Regions from separate parts of the Mus musculus genome. Here all the other regions are linked to region 2. A link is a contact called in public HiChIP or PLAC-seq data. All regions are on one chromosome and are shown on one strand. The core of a region is the stretch at or near the end of the contact, and the rest is flanking DNA. Distances in the headings are between cores, read along the strand shown.

Region 1 (3,752 bases), core at 611-3,110, 190 kb after region 2:
TTTTATTCTGGGGTCTAAACACCCTCCCCACTATAGACCTACCCATGATCCTCCTCCACAACATGCAAATAAAGCATGTAGCCCAGTTTTCAAACCCACCTGCTGCCCTAAGACAAGGTAGGTACACAGAACACAGTAATCATTCTCAGAGGATGGCCCTGGAACCTGCCGGTATTCCCCAAGCCTGATCAGGGAAACTGTAAAGTCAAAATTATTTTCATAAGCCACGCATGGAAGTGCACTCTAGAGGCCGATGGAAGAAGACAGTGGTTTGGAGATCTTTCTGGACTACATGGGGAGTTAGATCCAGGCCAGCCTGGACTGTTTGGGGAGTTAGATCCAGGCCAGCCTGGACTACCTGGACTGTTTGGGGAGTTAGATCCAGGCCAGCCTGGAATACATAGTGAGTTAGATCCAGGCCAGCCTGGACTGTTTGGGGAGTTAGATCCAAGATAGCCTGGACTATATGGGGAGTTAGATCCAGGCCAGCCTGGTGTGAGACACTGTCTCAAAAATCAAAACTGATAAACAAAGTCCATTCTCAGACCTGGTAAGATAGCCATCTCACTAGTGGGCGTAAGGGACTTACTGCCAAGCCTGACAACCTAAGTTTAATCCTAGGAATCCACAGAGTGGAAAGAGAGACACCCCCCAACTCCTACAAGTTGTTCTCTGGCCTCCACAGATTCTAAGTGGCAAGCATACACCTCTCTCCACTCACCCCATCCCATCCCGCATACAATCAATGCTTTAAAAAAAAGACTTATTATGTCCTTGGGTTAGCAGGACAAGAGTGCCAACCCCTTGCTATTTGTCCCTAGAGTAGCAAGGGGTTGGCACTCACAGGGGCCCCCTAAGACCATCGAAAAACACAGACATTTACATTATAATTCATAACAGTAGGAAAGTTACAGTTAGGAAGTACCAATGATTATAATTTTATGGGTGGATTTCACCGTGACATGAGGAACTGGGTATTCAAGGGCCGCAGCATTAGGAAGGTTGAGAACCGTTGTCCTAGGGGAAAGGTGGACCCAAGATGAAGGAATGCTTGAGTGCGAAAGCACCAGAACAGGTTCCTCTGCAGCTGGAGTTATAGGGAGGTGGAAGGGTAAGGATCTGAGTTCAAGTCCCCAGGACCCACATAGAGCTGGACACAGTAGCATGCATCTATAATCCCCAGTTCTCCTACAACCAGATGAGAAGCAGAGACAGAAGGCTGCCAGGAAGCCGTTGGATCAGCCAGCCTGTGTACACAGCAGGAAACACAGGACCATACCTCAAACAAGATGGAAGGTAAGGACCAGCACGGAAGGTTGTCCTCCAACCTCCACACATGCTCCACGGCACATGTGTGCCTCTACTCAGACATTAGAACACACACACACACATACACACAAACACACACATTTAATTAGTTAATAATAAACTATACTAAATTAAACCTTTCCTGGTCATTTTAGAGCGCAAGCAAGCAACCAGGATCCAGAGGCTAACAAGAGACAAATAATGAGTGTGCCAAGTCCATCTTTCCTGAGTTTTCCACTGGAATCGTCCAAATTAAACTAAACTTCAGAAGAGTTTATTTCAGAGCAGCTTAGCGAAGGCCAGGAGGTCTGAGAGAAGGAGTGTGGTCACAGACTTGAATCAAGGCCATAAGGGTAAGAGAGAGAGAGAAAGAGAGAGAGACAGAGACACCGAGACAGAGAGAGACAGAGACACTGAACCAGAGGGGAGGTCTCCAGAGCTGCAGTAGTAAGGAGGCAGGGGTCCTGCAGAGCCCTGCAGAGGTTTGCACAGCCAAATGCATGCTTATTCAGCTCACTAGACTACAGCATGGAAAGGAAGTCAGAGAAAGCGAAAGTCGAAAGTGGAAGTGTGAGATGAATTAAGGGAGACTTGGGGGACCTGGTGAGGCTCTGGCAGAGGCAGAGGAGAAATGATGACTTTACAGAAGCTACACCTACACCCACCCAACCATTCCATGGTTGACTGAACTCTGGGAGAGAGAACTAAGTAGAAGCTTCCCGGAACTAGCATCTAGAAAGATCTGCAGATCACACCCTCCGGCCACCACACTGCAGCAGCCAGTGATTAAGATGTGAAAACACATAAGTCTCTAGTTGCACAAGCATCCCAGAGGTCCTTCAGTTTCCCCGTACTCCAAGCATGACTTCCCTCCAAAGCATTTACATTTCTCAGCTGGCAAAGTTCTGCCCCCAGCCTGGCTTGGAGAAGCTCCTTTGTGCAAAGGGCAACTGCTAATGCAGAGACTCAGCTCCTGTCAAAGTGCTGAGAACAAATGACTGCAGAGTGCAAGCCCTCAACAGTGCGTCTCTGCACCCATCTCCAACACCCAGGGCCCACGGAGGCAGATGGGGTGGGGAGATCGTAAGAGCTGGAGGATGGAGGGGAGCGTCCCGAAAAGCTGTCCCCTAGAAAGGGCATGGCCGTGGCAATCACAGACACACAACAGACATGGCCACCAGCACAAGACCTGCCCAAAAGACCGTGTAGCCCAGGCTAGCCTCACACTCATGATCTTCCCCCAAACTCACAAGAGCTAGGATCACCACCATGTGCCTCCTTGTCCAACCATGAAAACTTAAAAGCAAATTAAAACCACCTCTCAAACTGGTGAAAATGAAAGCTTGTCAGCAACCAATAGGAACATCAAACTCTTCTGTAAGGTACTTAGCGCCATTTAAAGTGTGTGTGCCTTTTGACCTCAAAATTGCACAATAGCATTATGGCCTAAGGAAATATTGACTCCTGTGTGCAGATGGTAATGGGGTGGGGAGGAGGAGGAAGAGATAGGAAAGAAAGAAGAGAGGAAAGGAGTGTAGACAGAAGAGAAAAGAGAGGGGGAGAAGAATAGAGAAGAAAAAGGAAGGGAGAGGAGACAGGGGAGGGAGAGAGCTGAAAGTTATGCTGGATGAATGCAACCAATGAGGAGAGCAGGAGCAGGTGGGTCCGGCATCCTGCATCCTAGAGGGTCTTAAAGCACGCCTCCGGGAATGAGGAAGTGACATCATTGGGCTCTTTGAAAAGCCTGAGGATTAGCTCTATTGCCTGTTTGTCAGCGCTGCAGCTGCTCGCCAGGCTGGAATCCTGTGAGGTATGCAGTGCGCTGAGCTGGCTGGATGCCTGTGGCCACCACCTGGCCTCTGAGATCCCACCAGCTTTTGGAACAAGGCCCTAGCATCTTGCAGCAGATACAGAGAGTTATGGCTGGGCCAGTGGGGGATAAAGAGACCTCTTCTCAACTTCTCTTTTTCCTTCTTCCTTGTCTGAAGTCCTTTCTAGAGTAGTGGATCCCTTGTGTCTGTTCCATGAATGATGTTCTGATGGGGCCTGGTCCCATGGACCATACATAGCCCTAGCCTGGTGGCTCAGCCCTAATGCCAGGCTGTGAGTCAAAAGCTGCTCTGGCCGCGGAGGGTCACTCATATGTTCTCCTTCTTGCTATGGCCTCTGTGGAATCTTCTTGTGTCCCATAATTCCCACCCAAGAGGAGACCTCTCTCCAAGTGTGCCAGGACATGACCCCAAGAAAAGCACCATCTCTACAAAGCAAACCGCTCACTGCCTCCCAGAAATGAGATGACAAGAAAACCACTCTGCTCTTTCAAGTTGGCCCATAGAGGATGCGTGTGCACACACAAACACACCTTTTTTTCATGATACCTTTTGTTGAGTTGCTTCCCCACCCCCTTTTTTCCTTTTGAGACAGGGTTTCTCTAAATAGCCCTG
Region 2 (3,621 bases), core at 1,043-3,542:
TAGGAAGGGGCGCCTGGTAGCATCCCAATATCCAGGTTCCTACTGAGTCTCACCACAAAGGCATGCTATGCCTAGCATGAACCAAACTGCCAGACTCCCCAGAGGGAAAGCAGATGTTCAGCATAAACCACATGTTTTCCTGAATTATTCAGACATGGGCCTCACATTCTAGATAAATGATGATGGAGCCCTTTCTGAAAGCCAGGTTTTCTGATATTGAACAGCGGTCTTCTTTGCAGGCAGATCTTGCTGAAGATATCAGTTTCCGACCTACTATGTTAACCTCCATGCCAGACAGAGGAGTGTTAAGTCAATAAGCACTAATGCATCAAAGACAGTGAAGTACTTTAAAACCCACAGTTTGTGATGAAATATAAATGTATGTGGATCAAATATGTCAGGAGACGCTTTCGTATGACAAAGAAGCAGGCTAAATCACAAATAGAACATAATAAAAATAACATAAATAAAATACTTTAACATACCATTATCATCATAAGGAAGACCAAATAGAAAAGAAATAAGAACAGAGGCCTAGCCAACACCATTAGAATAAAAAGAAATGATCATCAAAATAAAGAAACAAACAAATAAGTAAGTCTTTAGAAGCTCTGAGATTACTGTGTAGATGTTGGTTAAGGTGAATTTGAATCATTAGTAAAAGTACATTTGCAAACTGGGAGAATGTATTTATATCATCCAGCCTGGCCTCTTAAGGCACGAAGAAACTTTGCTCTGGGTGACAGGACTACAGGTGGGAGGAAAGATGGCCAAAGCATTAGGCAGAAATCCTACCAAAAACTATTAACCAAACAGAGATGATACTACATCACCCATCAGCTAAGTGCAAAGTCAAAGAAAACTGAATTAGCATCTTTCAACTAACATGTTTGTGAAATTAAAAAGTGTGCCAAAACCTCCCGTGGGCTAACCTGTGGGAAATCATACACCCTGCACCACTGCAGCCATGCAGAGAATAAAGAACTTGCATTGTATGAGGGAAAATAACTAAACGTGCATTTGCTTTTTGGTTTAACAATGCCACCTCTAGACACACCTGAAAACACAGGGTCAGAGATAGAAAAGAACATACACATGAGGCTACTCTTAGCATCTTGCTTCTGATTGCGGAAACATCAGAAACTATCAAAATACCCATCCCCGGGCAGGAAGACAGGGGTTAACTGTATGGAGTGACATCCAAGACTCACTGTGAAGTGAGCAAGCCAAGAGACAGTTTTCTGTCATCTGTCCTTTTTGCGTCAGAAAAGGGGGCAGGGCAGAGAGGCCCGTAAACCAGAAGCCAAGGAAAACAGCTCTGCATTGGAGAGTGTGGAAATGATTCAGGAAGGGTCAGAGTGGGGGGTGTGCAGTGCAAACAATAAGGAGAGTAACCCTTCTGAGTGTAGGTTTAATATAGTTCTAAACAAGAGTGGAGGGGGAATAAAGTACAAACAAAACCAAATAAATCCAAGTTAGTTGAGCAACATAACTACACTGAAGAATGGGAAGATGAGGATGAAAGCAAGTTTATCATCACCACCACTACCATCACCCTCCTCATCATCATTATTAATGAAAGGTTTGAAACTCAGGGCCCCACATAAACTTGAACATAGTAGTTAGGACTTTGGCCACATAACCTTATGCTAACTTCTAAGCTTGCTTTTGTCCGTGGAATCAGTGTATCTGCAATCCCAGACCACTTTCTGTGTGTTCCACAGTTGAACAAATAAGTAAAACCATATTGTGGGCAGTTGTACTAGTTAGATTGCTATTGCTGTAATGAAATACCGAGACGAAAAGCAACCTGGGGAGGAAAGGGTTACTTCAGCTTACAGCTGAGTTGTGGTCAGTCAGTGAGTTAAGTTAGGTCAGGAAGAGGCAGGAACTAACATAGGGACAGTGAAGAAGGCTGCTTTCTAGCTCACTCCTCAGGGCTTGCTCCGAATGCTTTGTTAAACAAACCAGGGATGGCTCTGTCCCCACAGGGCTGGGCCCTCCCACACCAATCATTAATCAAGAAAATGCCCTATAGACTTGCATACAGACTATCTAATGAGGGAAATTCCTCAGTTAAGGTTCCCTCTTCCAAGATCACTCTAGCTCATAGCAAAGTGACAACAAAACAAAACAAACACACAACCCTAACCAGCACAGGAATGAAGAGATTATATATCTTCAAAGAATTAACAAGTGGGGAAAGAAAGACCACTTTCTGAACTGAATGGTTTTGCATTGAGATTAGAGTCATGAACTCATGGTTTTTATTGGCTGGTAGAAAAATAGAGAACTGAGATCTACATATGCGTGCTGTGTGGTGTGGTGTGGTGTGGTGTGATGTGCTCTGTGTGTGTGTGTGTGTGTGTGTGTGTGTGTTCTACTTAGGAAAAATTCCCTTGAGAGTTAGAAAGATGGCTCCGACGTTAACCACACACACTGATCCTTCAGAGGGTGCAAGCTTCATTTCTAGCACACACACCAGGCAGCTCACATTTCGAAGTCCTGCTCTGGGGGATCAGACACCTCTGTCCACCATGGGCATGGGCACCTGCACTCATGTGCCCGTACTCTCACACACACACACACACACACACACCACACACACACACACACACACACACACACACACACACGTAACTAGAAATATTAGGGGAAAAAATCAGTCTTGTTCATCTGTCACCACTTAGGAAACAATTCACGCAGCGTTCGACTCTGCACGCTTGTACGCAGCGACATTTGAAAAGTTTCAGTTATTCTTCAAGGAAAACGAGAGTCTGGATCTAGAAGCCCTGAAGCAGGAGGAGCCTGGTGAGTCTGCCCTCGCTAAAGCACATTTGACCGAGATAACAAGACCTGTCGTCTTCTGGGTTTCTGTTTGGTGGTGTTCAGTGACACCGAGTGTTGACCTGAAACGTTTGACCAGGCAAAGGCAGGACTTTATGCACATCTGGTATTTCCCATGGAATCCCTCATTTTCTTTCCTCTGCGCCCGCATCCCTGTATCTGGTAAAGTGCGGGGTGGTTCCTCAGTCACGCGTGGCCCATCTGTCGAGGTTGCTGTAAGACCTGTGTGCCTTGTGAAGAGTTGAAAAGGAGGTGGGATTCTACCATTCCTGCCAGGCAAGGCTTACAGAAGCCCTCTGTCTCAGAAATTCAAGATACAATTTTCTTCCTATACCACCCTGAGACCTGGTGAGGATGATCAACAATTCTTAGTGTTGAATTCAGGCCCGGGGACAAACCATTCCATTGGAATCCTTATTCTTGGGTGTGACAGGAGTTGGACGTGTTTCACAGGATGTCTTTTCCAGAGCATGATGCAAGCGAGTGACCTTTTAACCTTATGGACTGATTTTATGGCGTTTTATTTTCAGGAAAAAAAATCCAATTTTTATTTTTATAAAATATGGTTTTTGAACACAAAGTAGATCTATTCCAAATAACCAGCTTAATAATTTATATCATCTAACTCACAGGGGTTAAATGAAGGGCCTGATGTATGCTCTGAGGTATACTGGCAGCCTATGGCTTTCTTCTTTTATGATTCAATTGTGATCTTATGAAAGAACAGACATTGTGCCTCCTCTTCCTCTTCCTCCTCCTCTTCTTCCTCCTCCT
Region 3 (3,753 bases), core at 609-3,108, 240 kb after region 2:
TGAATCTATATAGTTGTCTTAGTTAGGGTTTCATTGCTGTGAAGAGATACTATGACCAAGGCAACTCTTATAAAGAAAAACATTTCACTGGAGCTGGCTTAAGGACTTCAGAGGTTCAGTCCATTATCGTTATCGTCATAGCAAGAAGTGCGGCAGCCTGCAGGCAGACATGGTGCTGGAGAAGGAGCTGACAGTTCTACATCTTGATCCAAAGGCAGGAGGAGACTGTGTGCCACACTGAGTGTAGCTTGAGCAAGGAGACCTCAAAGCCCACCCCGCAGTGACACACTTCCTCCAGCAAGGGCACATCTCCTAATAATGCCACTCCCTATGGCCTATGGGGGCCAATTACATTCAAACTACCACAATAGGGATGACTTTCTCCTTTGGAAATAGAGGGGGAAATGTCTGAAAGGTAGGGGAAGGGAGATCTGAGGAGGAACTGTGTGGCTAGACAAATGGAGAAGTGTCCCGGGATACAGAAGTGTTGAACAGAAGGGGCAACCTGGAGATTCACATGAGGGTCTCAGAGGAGAGACTCTTCCTAGTGAAGCTGGAAGAGGCAGAGGGTGCAGGGAGCACCCCAGTACCCCTAGAACAAGAAAGGAAGAATTCTCAGTCAGCTAGGGCCAGTGTAGGCCAGGGTCCAGCCAGCTATCTCCTGTAGAAAAGGAGCTACAGGATAATCAGGCCAGTGACAACTGTGACAACACATTCAGATAGAAGCTGCCATGGAGACCAGGCTAGCCTTGAACTCATAGACATCGGCCTGCCTTTGCTTACTAAGTGCTGGGATTGAAGGTGTGCTGGTTGAAGAGACACTTGGTCTCTTGAAGCATCTTCTATGATGACAAGACTGACCTAATCAGTCCCACCAGGTAAGAAGCTTTACAGTGTGTTGCTTGCCGTGCCAGTCCAAGCCTACCGTTACCAGCTCGGACTAAAGAGACACCTACATCATCACACTTTTCTTGTTCTGCAAAGAGGCCTGATTGAGTGCTTATATATTCCTTAGATTTTTTTTTAGACGAAGGAAAAGCAAAGAGGAATCATAAATAAGTGCCCGAGTGTAACTGAAAAGTTACTTTTATTGGGGGTTTCTCATGGCCAGATTCTCTTTTGTTGATTTCTTTGTCAGGGTCTCACACAGCATAGTCTTGACTCTAACTTGTTATATAGCTAAGATGACCTAGAACTTTTGGCCTTCCTGTCTCCATTTCCCAAGTGCTGCAGTCTGGTTTACCCGGTACTGGGGACTGAACCCAGGGCCCTGCGTGTGTGAGACAAGCACTCTACCAAGACACACACACACACACACACACACACACACACACACACACACACACACGGTTTTACATCCCCTTCCCATCCCCAAAACAAAGAAACAAAATAAATATAGGCTAGGGAGAGCACTACCTGATGAATGGAAGCCAAGGTCTCGCAGCTCTTCAGAGCCTAACCCAAGAAAGCTACTCTCATTTGCCTTACATGCCTGGCCCGTGAGGTACTACCCTCTCTTGAGTTTTCCAAAGGAAATAAGGGAGATGCCTCTGACTCTCTTCCTCCAAGGACGAGAGGATCACCTGCTAGGTCCCTTTCATCTCTGGGTGTACTCTACAACATTGGGCTAAATTTAAAATGTGAAAAGTAAAAAGAAAAGGTTTGAAAGAAGGAGAAAGGCAGAGGACAAAATTATTTTATGGAGACAAAATTAATCCAGATTTTGATACTGCCAGAAGCTGGGCTCCCTGAGCTTCTGTGGCCTTGAGCTCCCAGGGCAGGTTTTAGAAGGAACCAGAATCCCGACATCGGTAGTGTCCTGCCTACGTGGTAGCCGTTAGACTCTGGTTTCAGTTTTAAACATGTGTGGCTTGAAAGGGGACTTTCCCCCTGGAACAGGAAATGCTGATGACAGACAGAGCCTTGACCAGGGACCAAACTTGTCAGAAAACATCTACATCTGGTAAGCTATAGTGACCAAGCTGATGGAGTAGCCACACAGCTGCCAGTAGTTAGCCAGGCTAGCCCTAAGCAGGTGACCCAGAAGTCTGAGATTCGGGACCTTTTCAGAAGCAAGCCCTGAATTTGTGAAACCTCAAAGCCTCTCTTCTTTTGTAAGAAGTGTAGCAAATGAAAGCTAACACTATGATAAGCAGCTGTTACAGACAGTAGACTCATGCTATGTCGACCTAAGGAATGAAGTGCCAAGACTGCCTTTGGGCAAAGGATAACTGAGGCAGGACATGGTGGGACACAACTGTAACCCCAGCCCTCAAGAGGCTGAGGCAGGAAGCCTGGACTACAAAGAAACACTCTTTCTTAAAGTAGGGGATGGGGGGGAGGAAAGGCAGAGCATATCACAGTACAGTGCTCTGTCCTGTGATCCAAGCAGTAAAAAGTGAAGAAAAGCCACCAATGAAACAGACACCAAACCACAAGAGTAAAGCCATGAGGTTACGGCACCCGCCCTAGAGACCAGAGCAGTGATCCCTAAACCAGCTTCACATTCAGTTAATTTCTTGGTGGTGACCACTTCTGAATTTTAAAAGCCCAAGACCGAAAAAGTAGGCTGTTCCTATAATGCCAGCCCTTAGGAGGAAGAGACGGCAGGATCAGGAGTTCAAGGCTATATAGTAAACTACGAGGGGGGTTAGGGGTGGGTGAGGGAAGGAGGGAGGGGTAGAGGGACAGGGACAGGGACAAAGACAGACAGAGTTTTTGATCTGGCATACCTTTCCCCCAAATAATCCAAACCTAGAGAAAGTAGAGAATGAGTTTGGGACCAGAGAATGTGATAGGGATTAAACCCACAGCCCCATGCTAATCTACTATGCTCTCTATACATACATTGTATTCGCACGAGAAAAAGTTTCCTCTTTTTTTCCTATAGTATAATATGACACAGCTGCCTTGTGTTTCCCCCCTACCAGTATGTGTTACAGGGTGTTCCAGATCAGTTCAAGAGTTTCGCCGGGCGTGGTGGCGCACGCCTTTAATCCCAGCACTCGGGAGGCAGAGGCAGGCGGATTTCTGAGTTCGAGGCCAGCCTGGTCTACAAAGAGTTTCCTCCCCGATCTCATTTCTCCACAGCATTCTGTCGAATGGCGCCTTTACCATTGTGCAGACCACGGGGCTTCTTTCTGCGCTCAGAAAGTTACCAGCGCTGCTGCAGTAATAAACTCTGGGAAATCTGACTTTGCACAAGAGAAGTGTAGTCCCTAGGAGGGAAAAAAAATGAGAACAAAAGAATTAAGGAGAAATGGTGACATATCTTTGTTGATTGCTGCCAAATCGTCCATTGCTGCCAAATCCCTATGGTCCATGCCGATCCCGCTGCCCCACCTGTAGCGCCCCAGCTGCAAATGGATCCATCCTGACCCCCGATCTGGAAAGCTACTTTTCAAAGGCCCCCATGTTGGCTACCTAAGTGGGCACAACTCTGGAGAAAGAGACCCTTCCTCCAGCCAAAGCTCATTTGCTATTGGACGCTATCCAACTGACAAAGTGCCTCCATCAGAATGGCCTGACAGCAGAGATTTAAGGCATTTTCTCTTTTTTTAATTTTTAAAAAATATTTATTTATTTATTATATGTGAGTCCACTGTAGCTGTCTTCAGAAACACCAGAAGAGTCAGATCTCATTATGGATGGTTGAGAGCCACCACATGGTTGCTGGGATTTGAACTCAGGACCTTAACCACTGACCCACCTCTCCAACCCGATTTAAGGCATTTTCCTGATTAATGGTTGATG

The links. HiChIP or PLAC-seq counts read pairs in DNA pulled down with a chosen protein or histone mark.
Region 1: an H3K4me3 HiChIP or PLAC-seq map of bone marrow-derived macrophages shows a contact between it and region 2, with 4 times the contacts expected there. The contact joins two enhancer-like sites. A contact is called at or near these places in 3 of 115 datasets of contacts at active chromatin or transcription factors (CD4 single positive thymocytes, bone marrow-derived macrophages and embryonic stem cells) and 1 of 9 other capture datasets (embryonic stem cells).
Region 3: a contact with region 2 is called in an H3K4me3 HiChIP or PLAC-seq map of bone marrow-derived macrophages, with 4 times the contacts expected there. The contact joins two enhancer-like sites. A contact is called at or near these places in 1 of 15 datasets of contacts at CTCF or cohesin (the NIH/3T3 cell line) and 4 of 115 datasets of contacts at active chromatin or transcription factors (bone marrow-derived macrophages, embryonic stem cells and extraembryonic endoderm stem cells).

Annotation. Positions count from the first base shown.
Region 1 is chr6:72,988,534-72,992,285 of GRCm38.p6, reverse strand. No RefSeq gene overlaps it. Among named protein-coding and RNA genes, the nearest start is that of Gm31547, 17 kb to the left of the region's middle. Within about 2 kb of position 1,860, at least 98 of the 459 cell types and tissues checked have an H3K27ac peak or open chromatin away from gene starts, as enhancers often do. A contact at or near this core is called in bone marrow-derived macrophages, where this site is marked.
Region 2 is chr6:73,180,897-73,184,517 of GRCm38.p6, reverse strand. Dnah6 (dynein, axonemal, heavy chain 6) reads left to right here. Exons shown (of 77, transcript NM_001164669.1): 12 at 2,691-2,811. Among named protein-coding and RNA genes, the nearest start is that of Dnah6, 39 kb to the left of the region's middle. Within about 2 kb of position 2,292, at least 30 of the 459 cell types and tissues checked have an H3K27ac peak or open chromatin away from gene starts, as enhancers often do. A contact at or near this core is called in bone marrow-derived macrophages, where this site is marked.
Region 3 is chr6:72,936,221-72,939,973 of GRCm38.p6, reverse strand. No RefSeq gene overlaps it. Among named protein-coding and RNA genes, the nearest start is that of Tmsb10, 20 kb to the left of the region's middle. Within about 2 kb of position 1,858, at least 125 of the 459 cell types and tissues checked have an H3K27ac peak or open chromatin away from gene starts, as enhancers often do. A contact at or near this core is called in bone marrow-derived macrophages, where this site is marked.